Regions from separate parts of the Mus musculus genome. Here region 1 is linked to region 2. A link is a contact called in public HiChIP or PLAC-seq data. All regions are on one chromosome and are shown on one strand. Each heading gives the region's core, a stretch centred on a gene start, on an enhancer-like site or on the middle of the called end of the contact. The rest is flanking DNA. Distances are from core to core; before and after follow the strand shown. Region 1 holds the start of Ifnlr1 (interferon lambda receptor 1). Region 2 holds the start of 1700029M20Rik (RIKEN cDNA 1700029M20 gene).

Region 1 (2,700 bases), core at 102-2,601, 60 kb after region 2:
TTGGTTCCCATTGGCTGAATTCTTCAGGGAGCTAAAATCTACCTGCTGTCTAGTATTGTCCCCTTCCGGAATTCCTTATCTAAATGGTACAGGACACAAACCTTTCCTTTTCTGATATGTGAGCTTACAGGCGGGCAGACTACCTGTAACTTTCAACCCTAGAACACACTGACAATACCTAGAGAAGCAGACACCAGCTGCTAGGCAGAGGAAAAAGGGGCCTAGAGCCCCTCCACCATCTCTGACGAGCCCTAAACACACCTTATACTGAAAATGGATCATAATGATTGATTTCTTACATAGCCAAGGTTAACCTTGAACTCCTGGTCCCCCAACCTCTATCAACCCAGGGCTGGGATTGCAGGTGTGTACCTTAAAAAGCTCATAATTTTAGGATGTGTTTTTGTGCTTCTCGAATGTAGTTTAAAAAATCCCAGACACCTCTTGTTGTGCTGGGCCTGAACAGAGCAGAGTTTAAAAAAAAAATCAAATCAAAATAACTCGAGTTAAAGTTGGGTCCCCAGACAGAAACTAAGCTGTCTATTGAATCCCCCAGGAGATCAAGAGAAACCTGAGCTAATGGCCTGCTTTCCAAAAGTCCAGCTTTTGTTCTTTTTCTATCTTGTATGTATTCTGCAACAATTCCATAGAGATATCAATGTACCTATGTGGTATCCACCCCAACTCCCCATTCGCACTCCGTGCAGGCAAAATGCAGAAGATGAAGTCCATAACCCTTAATCCTTACACACAAAAGGACACACACACACACACACACACACACACACACACACACACACACACGTTGTTGTCCTAGCCTTGTCCCGACTCTACCTATAAGGAGAGTAATTTAGAAAGATCCCGCTTCCCCTTCCGTGGTTTCGCAGGTTTCTGGTTTCGGCCCTTCTGTTTACAAAACCAGCGTTTCCCACTTGGCTAGTTAGAATGGTTTGTGTGGTGGAATGAAGTGTCCCCTGCTCCAGGATAGAAAACAAAGCCTGAAGCGATGTCCTTTCTGGTTAGTAGCGACACAGACCGCGTTGCAGCTTAGGACAGCCTCCTCCAAGCTTTTACCGCGATGTAGGCGGGGAGTAACAAGCCTGCCGGGAATTCCTGCAGAAACTCAGTAAGAAACTCGCAAGACAGGCTGGGTGCCATCCCCCGCTCCGCCTGCAAAACGGGAGTCTTGCCAGTCTCCTCGAACTCTACCCTAGGTGCTATTTACTCCTCAACGGAACCCCAGAACTGGATTTCTTGTCTGATTTTTAAAAAATGTTACTGAGAGCCCCGCCCCCACCCACGGCAGGCGACGCGGGGCAGCCCTAGGTGAATCCCCACCGGTGGCACCGCCGGAGGCTCCTCCTCCCTGGGCCGCCGCCCTTGTCACCTGCCGCCCAGGGGCCTTGCGGCGGGCGGCGGGGACCCCAGGGACCGAAATGTGGCGGGCCGACCGGTGGGCGCCCCTACTCCTGTTCCTGTTGCAGAGCGCCCTAGGTAAGTACGGACCGCGGGGACCGCGGGGACCGCGAAGATGTGCCACCCACCCGAGGTCCCGAGAGGGGACTTGGTGCTGGGCCTCAGGGATTCTGTACACTTGCCGCGGGTTTGCTTGGTCCCAGAGTGAAACAATCCTGAGCTTGGACGGCCTTTTCTGGACGAAAGGATCCCGGTTTCCTTATTCCAGGCAGGGCCGGGAGTTCCAGGCACAGACACCGGAAAGCGTTGACTGTATTTGTTGACCGAATCCCAGAGTGCATACCTGATTGACACTTTTAATAGGGGACATACAGGAGCTGCCGGGATCCAGCTCTGGTTGATCTGGTCCCTGCTAGGAGACTCTTTAACGGGGCATTTTCTCTCTTTGTCTTTCATCTGGTAAGACAGCGGGGCACAGAATACCCGAGGCCAGGACCCAAGCACCGAACCCCAATTTTCCACTCATCAACTTCCCCAGGGAGGAAGCCATGGGCATACTTCAGAGTCCTAGACGCAGTCAAAGGAGCAGGAAGGGTTCTTAGAGCCGATAAACAATCATAAACGTTCATATTATTTTTGGTTGCTTCTTTGTCCTGGCCACTGTGTTCTCCTTAAGGTTTTCAACCCAGCTGCTCTAAGTGGTAGACAGTCATCATTTTTAAGTGAGGGAAACTGAGGCTCAGAGCACTTCATAGGTTGCTTTAGAAGTACCCCAGAGGGGCACACACAGGGCAGAGGAATAAGGCTGAGCCCTAGGTTTGCCCATGACCAGTGCTGCCCCTGCCCTGAGCGAGCTCACAGCTCTGTAGCAGTGTTTTTGAGTTAACGAGGGTCTTGGGGGACACGGGATTATGTTCCATCCCTGACACAAACTGGTTTAGTTAACATTGATCTCTGAGCCGTGTCTCTTTGATGATGGCTGTGGGTAACACCTTGCCCCAAGGGGTAGTCTGTCCTGAGGACTGAATGACATTTTATACAGTGCTATACCAGTCCCTGGAACCCTTGAAGACTCTGTGAAGTGTGGCAACTCTGAACTGTGACTTTCCCCATGTGGCCAAGCTCAAACTTTGGGCCTGTCCTGCTCATGGATGGCTCACGGATGGCTTAAAACTAAGGGGCTTACATACAGAGTGGCCTCTTGCTAGACAAACTGGAAGCTGGGTTTAACTGCGGTGTCTCAATTATGCACCTTCAGGGCACAGGACAGGAGAGAAAAAGACA
Region 2 (2,700 bases), core at 103-2,602:
TGTCAAGCCCTTCCTTCCTTCCTTCTTTCCTTTCCTCTCTCCCTCTCTCCTTCCTTCCCTCCTTCCTAACTTCTCCTTCCTTCCCTCCTTTGGTGCTTCTCTTTCTCTCCCAATCTCCTTCCTTCCTTCCTTCCTTCTTTCCTTCCTAACTTCCTAATTTCCTTCCCTCCCTCCCCTTCTCCTTCCTTCTTTCCTTCTTTCCTTCTTTCCTTCTTTCCTTCTTTCCTTCTTTCCTTCTTTCCTTCTTTCCTTCCTTCCTTCCTTCCTTCCTTCCTTCCTTCCTTCCTTCGTGTGGTAGGCTTACATATGCAGTTGCACACAGTGTGTCTGTGTGGAGGCTAGAGGTCAACACTGGATGTCTTCCCCGATAGCCCTCTACCTTATTTAGTATTCATATTTTTGTTCGCTTGCTTGCTTGGGTTTTTGAGATGAGGTCTCACTGCGTAGCTCTGGTTCCTGAGTCTGTGATGTCCACTGCCACCCCACCAACCTCGAAGGCTGGGAGAACCCCACAGGTCTGTCAGGGGGAGCCCCCAGACTCCCACTGTTCTCTTAAATACTCCTCTGGGAGAACAGATGGTTTGTCCTGGCTTAAGCAGTGTCACTTGGGGAACCCACTCATGACATCAGGCAGCCGGGCAAGGAGACGTTAGGAAATGGTCTCACCAGTTCTTGCCTATCATGGCCTACCGTGTTAAGAAGATATGCCCTCTCTGCGGTTCTAGGCTTGCAATGAGCCAAGAGAACATACGTGAAATAGCCATCCACACCAGACCTGAATGTGAGGCTCAGTTAGACTTTTCTGGTGTTTGTTTGTTTGTTTGACACAGGGTCTTGGTATGTAGCTTAAGCTGGCCTTTGAATTTCCAATCTTCCTGCCTCAGGCTTCCTTTGGAATACAAACCCAAGTTCAAAACTGAGCTAGGGCATCCGTGCTTGTATGGCTGAGGAAGCCGCTTCGTCCTGCCTGGGCCCATGAGGTGAGAAGCCCGTGGTCCTGCCAGCACCAGTCCTTGCTAGGTTGTGCGAGGCTCAAAGCTTAAGAAACAGAAGAGAGCCAGTTGCGATCTTCTCTGGGGTAGGTGACCAGAGTCCGAGAGAGCTTCTAGTCCAACGACAAACCATTAAGGGCCTCAAGTGTGTGACTGGGTGTGAGGGTGGCTACGTGTGTCCCTTCCAACGCTCACAACGACCTAGGACTAGAAGTACTATTTTTGATAACTCTCAAAGCGATTTTGCTGCCCCCCTATGCCCCAGGAGCAGTAGTCCTTGCAAGGCTCTGATTGGCCCTCCTGTGACCACATGGCTTAGTGGCGAGCTCTCCTATTGGGCGGAGTCCACGCAGACCCGCCTCTCTTTAACACTTTAACCCAACCAGCTGAAGCAGCACATGTGGGTCACCTTGGAGACAGCCGACCTACCAATCTGAAAGAGACCGTTTTCCCTAACTTCCAGGACTGGGGGAGTTAACGGTTTGAGCGAACTCTCTCGCTGAAGTCCCACGGCTTCAGGGTCATTCGACTTGCAAATTGACTTGGCTCCTCTCTCACACCCATGTTTAGGGGGCTGTGGCCAGCATGGTGTTTTCCATAGCCCTGGAACGGAAATCAGGTTGGGCAGCGTGACCAACCGCTGAAGCACGGCAGGAGGAATGACTAGATAGGATTTAAGGATGGCTCCCGGGACCGCAGCATCAGAGGAACGTCAAGAACACACCTTAAGGGAGAGAAAGACCGTTGTGAGGTATGAACAAAGTAGATAGTTGTGCTGATCTGGAGCAGATAGGGCCACCCCGTGACCACCATCGAGTCTTAAAGGATACGACCCTCCCAAGACCTTTCCCAATGGGTGGAGGTGGGCATCATGGTCAGGAGCGCAGGGCTTGGAGTGTGCCCACGTGGTCGCAAATTCCCGTTCTTATGCTTCCAAGCTGCAGGGCTTCACCCTACCTGCCTCATGGGGCAGCTCAGAGCTCTGTGTCTATGAAGGGAGGTTATGTTTCCTTCTCCAGTGGACCTTCCCAGACCCTCAGGTGAGCTCCAGACTCCACAAGGACACCCCTGAATCGACGGACGTCTCTCCTTATTTCCTTGAGTGATCTGCATTTCTCTCAGAATTGTGAAGGGAGCAGATGGAACGGGTAAAAACCTACCCGGGCTTTCAAAGCCCTATTCAGTTCTCTGATACCCGAACCCTGAGGCACCAGCACACTTTCTTACCCAGATACCTGCTGGGGTAATAATGTTGTCAATATTGTGTTCCTGCCCTGTCTGCTGGCCCTGGCCTGGGCTGACCCTCTCCTCTCAAGATAGACCCATCCCTTTAGCGGTTCAGAAAAGAGAGGCTGATCACAGGTCCCCTGTCACTAGGAGGTAGCCAGCCCACCACCACAACACAAAGGTTTTCAGCCACTGAACTCCCAAGTGTTTCTCAACTCCAACTCTCTCCCCTAGGGCTCTCAGGAGCAAGCACCTATACTCTCTTGGCAACTTTCCTCGATGTCCAGTGTCCACGCACCTCCTAGCTTTGAGCATCGCTGTCTACTCGTCCTTGAGAGCGTCAGCAAGAAGGAAATTACTCTGCCATTTTCAACCACCCCTCATCCCAATCTTACCATACTTATCCTAGACTGGCTCTTCCAGGACCAGATCTGAGTCTGACTCACCTCTGTGTTCCCAAAATTGAGTACCGGCTGGTCCA

What was found. HiChIP or PLAC-seq counts read pairs in DNA pulled down with a chosen protein or histone mark.
Region 1: an H3K27ac HiChIP or PLAC-seq map of embryonic stem cells shows a contact between it and region 2, with 11 read pairs. The contact joins the promoter of Ifnlr1 here to the promoter of 1700029M20Rik in region 2. A contact is called at or near these places in 5 of 39 promoter capture datasets (hippocampal neurons, liver, macrophages and 1 more), 4 of 484 Hi-C or Micro-C datasets (8-cell embryo, B cells and embryonic stem cells), 4 of 115 datasets of contacts at active chromatin or transcription factors (embryonic stem cells and memory CD8 T cells) and 3 of 9 other capture datasets (adipose tissue, liver and pancreatic islet).

The regions. Positions count from the first base shown.
Region 1 is chr4:135,685,106-135,687,805 of GRCm38.p6, forward strand. It overlaps Ifnlr1 (interferon lambda receptor 1), which reads left to right and starts at 1,352. Exons shown (of 7, transcript NM_174851.3): 1 at 1,352-1,494. The coding sequence starts at 1,437.
Region 2 is chr4:135,625,303-135,628,002 of GRCm38.p6, forward strand. 1700029M20Rik (RIKEN cDNA 1700029M20 gene) reads left to right here and starts at 1,353. Exons shown (of 2, transcript NR_027909.1): 1 at 1,353-1,743; 2 at 2,454-2,700.